Regions from separate parts of the Canis lupus genome. Here region 2 is linked to region 1. Evidence: chromatin contacts called from public Hi-C data. All regions are on one chromosome and are shown on one strand. The core of a region is the stretch at or near the end of the contact, and the rest is flanking DNA. Distances in the headings are between cores, read along the strand shown.

What was found. A called contact is a pair of places that touch in the nucleus more often than the background predicts.
Region 2: a Hi-C map of blood shows a contact between it and region 1, with 3 times the contacts expected there. The contact joins the promoter of LOC119877623 here to the promoter of WSB2 in region 1. A contact is called at or near these places in 3 of 9 Hi-C or Micro-C datasets (amygdala and blood).

What each region holds. Positions count from the first base shown.
Region 1 is chr26:14,790,132-14,795,699 of UU_Cfam_GSD_1.0, reverse strand. It overlaps WSB2 (WD repeat and SOCS box-containing protein 2), which reads left to right and starts at 3,086. Exons shown (of 9, transcript XM_038575256.1): 1 at 3,086-3,191. The coding sequence starts at 3,179. VSIG10 (V-set and immunoglobulin domain-containing protein 10) reads left to right here. Exons shown (of 9, transcript XM_038575262.1): 9 at 1-1,008.
Region 2 is chr26:15,048,250-15,053,817 of UU_Cfam_GSD_1.0, reverse strand. It overlaps LOC119877623 (proline-rich protein 36-like), which reads right to left and starts at 2,141. Exons shown (of 3, transcript XM_038576089.1): 1 at 2,069-2,141; 2 at 1,717-1,869; 3 at 247-1,346. The coding sequence starts at 2,141. The coding sequence ends at 247. TAOK3 (serine/threonine-protein kinase TAO3) reads left to right here and starts at 338. Exons shown (of 21, transcript XM_038575265.1): 1 at 338-625.

The sequences.
Region 1 (5,568 bases), core at 1,837-4,336:
CCTCTGGATGGCTAAATTAGTGTTTTAGAACAGGAGACTTGAGTTGCTTCTAAAGTCACTGAACTCTGAGCTCATGTCCCTTTAGAATCTTCTGTGATTCTGTGAATTTGAGAGTTCACTCTACAGAGTCAACCATATTTAAAAAAAAAGAAACAGGAAAAGAAGTCCCTAGATACGAACCCAGAGAATGATTTGAAAGATGACTGAGATGCTTTCCATAACTACTTCTTCTCTTGCATATGCACCTGATGATGGGAAATCTCTGGAGAAGGATTTTTCCACTAGCAGTTGGGGGCTTCCAGGTCTTATTGCCAAACACTATAAACCCTAGGTTAGCTGAGCCACAACTTCTGTCGCTTGTTTCTGAGCCCTGTGTGTACATCGATATAGCTGGGCCAGTTAAGAGCACAGGTACTGGCGGTCTTCAAGTTTTAAGGATTTTTAAAGAATTAGGGCTTTCTTTTAAGATGATCCAACCCCAAACTACAAACATGTTGATAGTGGGTTACAAACTGTGTGGCAAAGTCCAAGTTGTTACATTGTGCTGTTACACAATCTTATCTGAATGTATTGTGAACTCCAAGATCTGTTTATCAGGACCAGGAAGATAAATACTTAAGGGCTATCACAACTGACATTTCAGAAGGCAATCCTGTGGCTTTGAAATTAGTTCTAATTCTCACAAGCACATACAGGCCCTATTCCTGCAGATAGCCCATGATGAAAAACTTCCATAATGCATGCACCGAAATCTGCAAAATCATCCCTGCCAGGTAAAATTTATTGTGATGCAGGAAGTACCAACTGGTAATTCTCACCACGGACTGACCAGGAACTGTTGCGAAGAAGAATGAGCAGATCCCTCTGCATTATTTACATTTTAATATTTGGTGTGTGATGGGGGTGGGGGGAATGGGCAAGAGAAATTTATTCTGAGGTATAATATGGATTTTTTAAAAAAGATTATGGAATAAAGTTATTTTTAAATAAATGCTTTCATGATCTTGATTTAGATTTGATTAGTAAACAAAGATTTGGAGAAATGGATTTGCCTCCCCTTGTTGTTGTTTTTCTTTTTTTCCTACCTTTACTACCAATACTTACCTGTATTGGTGATGATAGCATTCTCATTGCCATTTTATTGTTTGTACATACTCTCACACTCACTGAGACACCTGCACCTTTCCTGATCTGAGAAACTTGTTCTTCCATTTTTAAAAAAATTATTTATGAATGAGAGACACAGAGAGACTCAATCCCAGGACCCCGGGGATAACGACCTGAGCCAGGCCTGACTGAGCACAAGGCAAATAAATGCTCAAACACTGAGCCACCCAGGTGCCTCTTCTCCATTTCTTTCCCCCCCCCCTGCATACGCATGGTTTTGGTCAGACTGCATGCTTTCTAACATGAAAGGACTAGGGTAGCAGTCTTCAGGGAGAAGAACATGGATCTGCTTGGACTGTCTGAAATGATGAATGCTATCAGCTGTCCTGTAGCTCTGAGCGGCCTTGGAGTTCTTCACCGCACTCAGCTAACTGCAGCCCCTATAACATCTACACATCCCTCCAGATTTCCTGCTCTAGACCTCAGTGCTTAGAGGAAGCTTTCAGTCCCCCTCTTAGGTCATTCCTCCTCCCACCAAACCCGCTTTCTTTACTGCGCTCCAGGTTGCCTCTGCTGCCCCCCACTTTGCTCCCCAGCTCTTCTTATTCCCTAACAAAACCCTTAACCTCAGTATCCCAGGTTCCTTTCAACCCAGCCCCTCCCTTTGACTATGTGTGGGGTTTTTTTTTTTTGTTTTTTTTTTGTTTTTTTTAATTTTATTGATTCATGAGAGACAGAGACACAGGCAGAGGGAGAAGCAGGTTCCCTGTGGGGAGGCCGATGGGGGACTAGATCTCAGGACCCCGGGATCACGACCTGAGCCAAAGGCAGATGCTCAACCACTAAGCCACTCAGGTGCCCCTATGTGTGGGTTTAATCCCCCCAAGAAGGTTCCTGAGCCCCCACCGTGCCCCTGTTTCACTTCTCTCCGTGCAGTCCCCCAACACCTCTTTCCGCGACCTCCAGCCCTCCCGGGTCACACCCATGTTTACCCAGCTTCTCCATTTTTGGACCCCCGCTCTTCTGGGATCCCCCCCTCTTTTGGTCCGGCCCGCTGCCTCTTTCCTCACCGCCCATTTTAACCCGGACACGCTCGTTTTCACCCTCCATTTCCCGCTGGGCTGGTCTTTTTCTGGTTCCCACGCTTTAGAAGCCGGGGCGCACCCCGTCCTCTGGTCCTCGTTCATTCCCAGCCCCGGAGCTAGGCTCCTCCGCCACGGCTCCCGTGTAACCTCCGAGTCCCCGGCCCCAGCGCCCCCATTTATTCCGCAGTCTCGTTCCTTCCCTACCCCCGTCTCAGCGGCTCCAGGGGGTTCCCGGGCCCCCCTCCCCAGTTCTCTCCTCGCCCTCCGCCACCCCCCAGCTCCCCCGATCCCTGGCGTCTTCAGGTCTTCGCTCTCCAGCCGCAGTCTCCGTCCTGCTCGCCGCCCCCCTCCCCGGTTCTCTTCTCAGCCCTGCCCCCCACCCCGGACTCCCTGCCGCACCCCGTCTTCTGCCTTCAACTCCCGCGCCTACTGCCCCCCCCGCCGTTGTCGCCGCGTTCCTTCCGCTCCCGGCTTGCCCCCACCCGGCTTTCACCCCTCCCCGGCTTCTCAGTCCCCGCAGCCCCCGGCTTTGAGCCGGCCCCGCTCACCTGCATCCCCCACCGCCTTCCCTCAGCCCCGCCCCCGGATGCATCCGGTCCGCAGTCACCTGCCCGCCCCCCCTTCCCCCGGCCCCGCCCCCGCGTTCCTCCCAGCCGTCGGCCGTACCTCCCCATCCCGGTCTTATTCGGCCCCCCCCCGCCCTCCCACCCCGTTCCCCCGAGGCCCCGCCCCTTCGCCCCGTGCCCCGCCCCCCGCGCATCCCCGCCCGCTCCCGCCGCCATGTGACGGGAAGCAGCTGATGGCCTCTCCGGGCGGCGGCGGGCGCGGCGGCGGGGCCGGGGCCGGGGCCGGGGCCGGGGCGGGGGCCGGGGCGGGGGCCGGGGTGGGGGCCGGGGCGGGGGCGGGCTGTTTGGGGGCGGCATGAGGGCGGGCGGCCCGGGGGGCTGAGGCGCCCGCCGCCTGCCGCGGGGCCGCGCGCGTCCTCCATGGAGGCCGGAGGTGAGCGGGGCCGGGGCGCGCGGGTTCCCGCCGGGCGGGGCCGGGCCCCTTCCCCCCGGGGCGAGCGGGGGCGCGGGCGCGGGCGCGGCCGTGGGAGGGGCGCGGGGCGAGCGCAGGCCGGGGCTGTCCGCGCGGGCCGGCGGCTGGGGGCGCGCCGGGCGCTCAGCTTTGTTTCACTTTCGCTGTCAGAGGCCGCCACCCGGTCTCCCGCCCGCTGCGGACTGGACCCGAGGAGCTGGAGCCACTGCGTGCCGGGGGTCCGCATCCCCCAGGACCGTGGGAGGCTCCGAGGCCCGACGCCTACGCCCAGGGGGACTGCGGGGGCCGCCGGGCCCGCAGGGGGTGATAACCCCGGGGGTGGGTGCCCAGGTGCCGGGTGACGCACTTGCAGGTGTGGGTGGGAGTCCGCTCCGTCCCTTGCGAGCGGTGTGATCGCGCACCGGCCGCTCAGGTCGGTTTTGTATCTGCAAAATGGGATAATAATAGGACTTGCCCGGGTGGGTGGTCGGGGGCTTCCCAAACTTGCCTGTTCGTAAGAATGGGGTTTGGGTCCCTATTTAAAAATATCTATTGCGAGTCTCTCCCAAGAGGAGACTTATTCTAGAGGTGGGGTGGGGCTGGGGATGCTGATCCTTGCTGGCATGTTTGATCGGGCAAGTTTAGGATACATTGATGGGTGAGGTGCATGCCTTGTTAACAGCTGTCATCAGAAAACAGTGTCGAAGTCAGAGTATCGGATGTACTTGGAGAGTCGGCCCAAATGAACGTGTGATCTAGTGTGCTTGTTATGTGTGCTTATTAGGCACAGGCAAAACCTCCAGACTATCCCTCTGTCTTCTCGCTTCCAACCACTTTGCCTCTAAACTCTCCCTGTACAGAAATTTGGGGTGGGCTTGGGATGTATTCTGGGAGTTCCAACTCTTGAATATACCCCCGTGCTTAAAGGCAGTTTCTTTAGAGAAAATTCTCAGAAGGGGTCAAGGCCTGAGGTTTAGAATTGTTGCAGAATGTCTTGGTACTCTTCCAGTGAAGTTCAAGCCTCGTCTTGCTCTGAAGGATTCTGATTGTTGATGTTTGCGTTTCCCTGGCTAGTTTGATGGAGCTGGGGATTGTGGGTGGGTAGGTTCAAATCAGGGTATTCCCTGGGGTGGTGTAACTTTTTAATTTGGGAAATGACATTTCTTTGTTTACTGTAGTCAGGCATTCAGTAAAAGGTGTAGAGGCAGCTCTCTCTGCCTTCCCATCTAGATAAGGGCTTTCTTTTCAGTGAGTGTTACCACTTTTTAAATGGCCCCTACTGTTTGTCTGAATCTTATGTGAATCTTTTTATAGCTTCCGCTGTTGTTTCCATTGACTCCTTATAGTTAAAACTGAAAGCGATCTGTAGCTAGTCTCCCTTTTTAGCTGGAATCTGTTTCCAGTTCTGAGTTTTTCCTAAAGATTGACGACTGTGTTTTGGGGTGTGAGCAGAGCTGTTGAGAGCTGCCAAGTTGCTGTAAAAAAAAAAAAAAAAAAAAGGCTAGAGACTTTTATGTTCTTTTGAAACTGAATAAAGCCCATTGTAATGGGATTACAATGGACAACAGTAGATATTCTTCAGAGCACTGGTTAGAATTCATTTATTCTTTCGACAAATATTTATTGAGTATCTACTGTGTGCCAGGCACTCTCTAGGCCAGTGCTGACCAATAGAACTAGAATGCCACAACTGTTATTTAAAATGTTGTAGTGGCAGCATTAAACAACTGAAACAGGTGAAACCAGTTTTAAAATTGTATCTGTCAATCCAACACATCTAAAATATTACCATTTCAGCATGTAATCACAATTATTGATATATTAGGTTTTTTTGGTACTAAGTTCTAAGCATGACGTGTGTTATATACTTAAGAGCCCGCCTCAGTTTGGACTTGGCATATTGCAAATGGTCAGTGGTCAAGTGTGGCTCGCGGTTACTGTATCGGACAGCTGCAGCAAGCAGATAGGCAAGTTTGGGGGTGGGTGGGGAAGAGATAGACAGTAAATATATAAAAACAAGCAATCAAGGCAAGATGAGCGAGTACCTATAAAGAAAATTGAACGGAAGGAAAGGAAAGTGACTGAGCCACTTCAGATAGTGAGGCCAGGAAGGTCTCTAAGAAGGTGACATCAACACTAAGCCCTGAATGGAGTCCTCAGACAAAGATCTGGGCCCACCATTTTCCGGGTCAGATGAAACAGCTAATGTCAAGATGCTAAGGCAGGAAAAATCAAGCTTCTTGCTGGCTGGAGTGAGCCATTGCTTCCATCTCTATGTTCAGGTGAATGTCCTTGCGTGGAAGAAGCCAATAATAAATATATTTTCCATTCAGCCTGGTTGTCCAAATACAGCCCAATG
Region 2 (5,568 bases), core at 892-3,391, 260 kb before region 1:
TGCCATGAACTTTGACCCCAGCGCCGCGCAAACAAGGCGGACCGCACCCCAGGCGGGCCCGCGGGGTAACTGAAGCTGCCAGATCTTCCGCGTCTGAGAAAACCCCGCCCCGTCTCGTCCCGCCCACCGTCAACTCCGCCAATCCTCAGGCGCCATCGGCGGCTCGGCTTCCCAGGCGCTTCCAATCGAGTACCTATGCCAGGCCCCAGGCCCGTGCCCCGCGGTCAGGGGAGGTCAGTAGAGAGCCTATTGGAGCCGAGCTGGGGGCGTGGTCGGGGGCAGGGGGCGGGCGAACTGAGACCGTGGGGCGGAGCGCGCTCGGCGCAGTCGGGTGCGATTGGCCACCCCTGGCAGGAGCCGCACCTCGGACAGCAGCAGCGGCGGCTGCGGGAGGGTCCGTGTGGCGCCCGGCGGCGACGGCGGCGGGGTCCTGCCTGAAAGAGTGGGACCCGACCCCGAGACCGCGGGCGGAGGCTCTGCGTGGCCGGACCCGGCACTCAACGACCCGACCCGGGCATCCTCCGGGGGACCAGCGGCAGAAGAGCGACTCGGGAACAAGTGTGGGAGAGGAAGCGGCGGAGGCGGCGGCGACGCCGGGCCCGGGGGTGGTGACAGCAGGTCTGAGGTGAGAGCACTGGGGCGCGGGACGGTGACAGAGTGAGCCGAGGCAAGGGGACCCTGGGCGGAGTGAGGTCCGGGAGGACTCGAGCGGCGGGAGTTCGGGAGAGGGTTTGTCGGGACTGGGGAGAGGAGACCCCGAGAGCTGCTGAGGTAGCGGGTCTGAGCGGGAAACGCGAGAGGGCTCGGGACGCGCTCTGAGGAGGGGGGACCCCAGAGGGCTCGGGACAGCGCCCTGAGGGGAGGGGACCCCAGAGGGTTGGGGCAGGGGGTCTGAAGAGAGGGGACCCCGAGAGGGCTTGGGACAGCGCTCTGAGGAGGGGGGACCCCAGAGGGCTCGGGACGCGCTCTGAGGAGGGGGACCCCAGAGGGTTGGGGCAGGGGGTCTGAAGAGAGGGGACCCCGAGAGGGCTTGGGACAGCGCTCTGAGGAGGGGGGACCCCAGAGGGCTCGGGACGCGCTCTGAGGAAGGGGGACCCCAGAGGGTTGGGGCAGGGGGTCTGAAGAGAGGGGACCCCAGAGGGTTGGGGCAGGGGGTCTGAAGAGAGGGGACCCCGAGAGGGCTTGGGACAGCGCTCTGAGGAGGGGGGACCCCAGAGGGCTCGGGACGCGCTCTGAGGAGGGGGGACCCCAGAGGGTTGGGGCAGGGGGTCTGAAGAGAGGGGACCCCGAGAGGGCTTGGGACAGCGCTCTGAGGAGAGGGGACCCCAGAGGGCTCGGGACGCGCTCTGAGGAAGGGGGACCCCAGAGGGTTGGGGCAGGGGGTCTGAAGAGAGGGGACCCCAGAGGGCTGGGGCAGAGGGTCTGAAGGGAGGGGACCCAGAGGGTTGGGCAGGGGGTCTGAAGGGAGGGAACCCCAGAGGGGCCGGGACAGCAGATCTGATAGGGGGACGCCAAGAGGAGCCAGGACGGAGGGTTTAGGAGTCGCAGAGAGCACTTGGGACAGGGGGTCTGGAGAGAGAGGACCCCGAGAGGGCTCGGGACAGCAGGTCTGACCGGGAGGACTCCCCTCCTCGAGAGGGGTCTGGACAGCGAGTGTGAGGGGGACCCAGAGACCGGGTCAGAGCGCGCGAGCGGAAGTGGAAGAGGGGAGCATGCCTGGATTGGGGTCGCTGCGCCGGGCGATCCGAAGGCTGGCGGCGCGCAGTGAGGGGACGCGTGCTGCCCCCAGGGTCCGCAGCCAGCGGATCTCCCCGACCGTGCTGCGTGAGACGCGGGACAGCCCGAGCGCCCGTGACTCTGTGGGCGAGTCTGGAGCAGGGATTATGTAATGAAACCTCCCCTGAGTAGAACTCAAGGGCTGGAGGGTCTGGCAGAAGCGCCGAGGTCTCGGCAAGAGCGAGAGACGCACTGCCCGACCTCTCTCCTCACTGGCCCCCTGGCTTCCGAGGTGTTCCTCAGAGTTTGGCGCGGATGCCTTGAAAGTGAGGGGCTTCGTCGACCTTGATACCTTCTCCAGAACCTGAAAACTTGGACAGGGCTTCTCCAGGCCACCACAAGCCAGTTGAAAGGGAAGGACCCATGTTTGGGATTTATTGGGATGTTGGTGGTGATAGACTCAGGTATTTTTTATTCCAGCTCAAGGAACTAAGATAGGTTTTAGGATTTGGCAGCGCTTTGGTATCAGTATTTACAATGCAGATTCAAAGGAGCTATATACACTAAGTTTGACTGTTTAACTTTGATGTCTTGGAGATACTTGGGAGGTCAAACTAAATTTTGAAAGGAGGTATTGGAGTGCCTAAACTGACAGCTCTTTCCAATTAAATTTCCCATCCTAAACGCTACCAGGATTGAGCTTTAGGCGTAATTCCAGGACAAGTGAAGGAGAGAGATAAGCCTGTTTAAACCAGACATTGTGCCCTGGTAGGAGGCAAGTGTGCATCTATTAAAATGCTGAAACAAAATAGTGGAAAGCCAGAGGGGGTGGGAATTGGGGGGCAGCTTCCTACTTTGATGGATGTGAAAATTAAACTAATGACCAGGCTAGTTGTTCATAGTAGTTAGGATATGTTAATACTGCCCTGACTACCTCCCAGATGTTCTCTTGACTGCACAAGCTTTGTCACAGTTGTACCAAGCAGTTTTGCACTTGAATCTTTTTACCTTTTTCTCTATGTGTTGCTCCTCCTCACCCCTTCTCTTTGTGACTGGTTTCTTTTCTATAGAAGCAGACTTAGAAAATGATGGTTTGGGGAAAATAAAGAGGAATGTCATTATCATTTCACAGTTACTTAGATATCTTCTTTGTTTCCGGTTTAGAATGTGTCTTATTAGAAGCTTTTTACCCTTATGTAGTAATGGGCAGCTTTAACGAAGGGAAAGAAAGAAATGCTGCTTTATTTCCCCAAGACATAATGGAGAAAGCTTACATAGAACTGCCTATTTAAATCCAAGACAAACATTACTGAAGTCATTTTCATCAGGGTGATAATAAGTAGAGGACATGTGTCATTTGGGGATTTTATTTGATATTACCTGATACAGAGCAGTTCTTATATGACTGCAGAGAGTGTGTAGCTGGATATGGTTATGAAAATTCCACCAACTAGAAGTCCTCCCCTAAGAAATAACAGGGACATAAGAAGAGCAACAACAACAAATACAAATTTAAAATATGACACTATGATTTATTTAAGATGTATTATGATTTTTTACAGTAAATATATTTTTCCAGAACTCTAGGTCAAATTCAAGTAAAAAAAATAAAGTTGGTTCATTCAAGGGGTTATTTACACAGTGCATAGATTCATTATGTAGTGCTTATAACTTATGAAACGGTCTGTGGAAGGATTGGGAATCTCAGTACCAGTAATTCTGCAAAGTAATAGAAATGTTTGAGCAGATGAGCTTTTTGATCATACTTGTTAGATCATTTCTGACTGGTACAGTGGTAGTTTCTTAAGACAGAACTAAATTAATTCCTTTTAAGAAAAGAAAATGTTCTGGTACTCCCTAGAGTGATGACTAAAGCAGTCATTTCAACCACATTACATTATGGTATTGATCCAGAGATGATGAAGAGAGATTCTTCATAATAGAATTTTTAGTGATAGAAAAGGCCTATAGTGACTTTTTTTATTCCTTGGGGTGATGAGTGGGTAAATAGGAGGGTAGGAATTGTATGGGAATTTATTTTCATTTATTTCACAAAATAGAAGGACACCATGAGAAACTATAAATATGTGAAGTCATTGAACCTGTGCTCATTTAAACGCTTTCTTTTCAATTAAAAAAATATACTGAAAAGAAATTAAGAAGGAGCTTCCCACTTCTAAGGGAATGATTGTAGCAACCACAGAATGCAAGTCCTTTTGATTTGTTGGAGTTCTTAAACTATTCTTACTCTTGGTTTAGCGGGATGCAAGTACTACCCAGTAGATACAATAACCCATTTTACACTTTCTTTACCACTTGAGTCATACACAATCAAACCATTGTCATCACAGAATCTACCTTTTGATAGCTGCTTTGGTTCAATATTTAAGGAACCAGAATAAATGTTCTCATTGCTTGACAGTATGCATATTGGTTGTTTTCAGTAGTATAGAGATGAATGAAAACTATTGATACTTTCATTTTAGAGTTTCCTTTGAAAGCATCTTTCTTTAATAATCTTTTCTTCTAGCCTTTGTTTCCTCCCTGCCCCCCAAAAGAAAATACACTGACAGACAGACAGAAAGCTTCTACCCAAAAGTGTTTTATGACTCTGCTAGGGGAAGACTTCTTTTCAGTCTTCAATGAGATTCAATGAGCTCATCTTCAATGATTCTGTCAACCAGTGAGGAGTTTTGAATAAATAGTTTTGAGTTGTGAGATATTATGCAGTTGTAGTTCAGAATAGGAGCTTTAGATTGTGATTATTTAGCTTTATCATTCATTTAATTGGTTGCTTTGTTATTTATGAGGATATATTAAAAGTTTCTTACTGTTTCTTAAACTCAGACTGAGTAAAAACGAAACATAAGTGGCATCTATCAGTCTAGCTGTCCTTATAGATAGGTATATTGAGTTTATGGACCAAAATGTGATCTAATTCATTTCTAAACTACAGACATCAAATTAAAAACAACAACTATTTAGAATTTTTAGGATAACTAGCAGGAATTAACTTGATCATTACAGCTATATGTTATATTAAATCTACCTAAATATTTTATAAATCAACCTAATGCGATTTTTTTTTTCTGTCTGACCTGAGATTTGTTAGAGACATTGAATCTAAATTATTTCTATTTTGTAATAGAATGACTTAGGGGTCAGTTTCTTGGTTTGTTTACACAGATCAGCCTCCTAACCATTGTCAGCTATCCCATACATACACATTTTTCATCTGTAGAATGAGTGAGAAAGAGAATTGGCCTTGGAATACTTTATATCTAGGAAGAATATTTTATGCCTAGGAAAACCACTCCCATTAAACAAAGAGGTGTGGCCCATGTGGCTTTAGGTACTAACATGAGAATTTACATGCTGGAGCCTAGTCTTTGGGGCCCTTCCACTTAGCCTCAGTGAAATGATGGATAGCAAATTCAACCCCACAATATACATTTTGTTATTCTTAATATTTTAGTCAATTATTGAAGTACCAATTAGAAGACTTCAGTTTTACTTCCATCCACTATTTCTGATGGACAATGGGATAACCCTTTATTTCCAGATTAAGCAAGGACTCTGGGCACCATGTTTATTTTTATGTTTCAGCTCTGTCTCATGACATACATAGGCTTATGTCCACAACAATCAAGGCTTATGACAATTCAAATAGATTTTATTTACCCGTTACAATAGATGGCACTAATTAAGGCAGAATGCTTTCTTACATAAACTAATAACCTAATAAGTGTTGGCAGTAGACACACAGAACAAAGTCGTAGTTTGTGTCCAATTTTCCATTCTGTTGTGGACATTAGCCTTTCTTTTTTTTTTTTTTTTTTAAGATTTTATTTA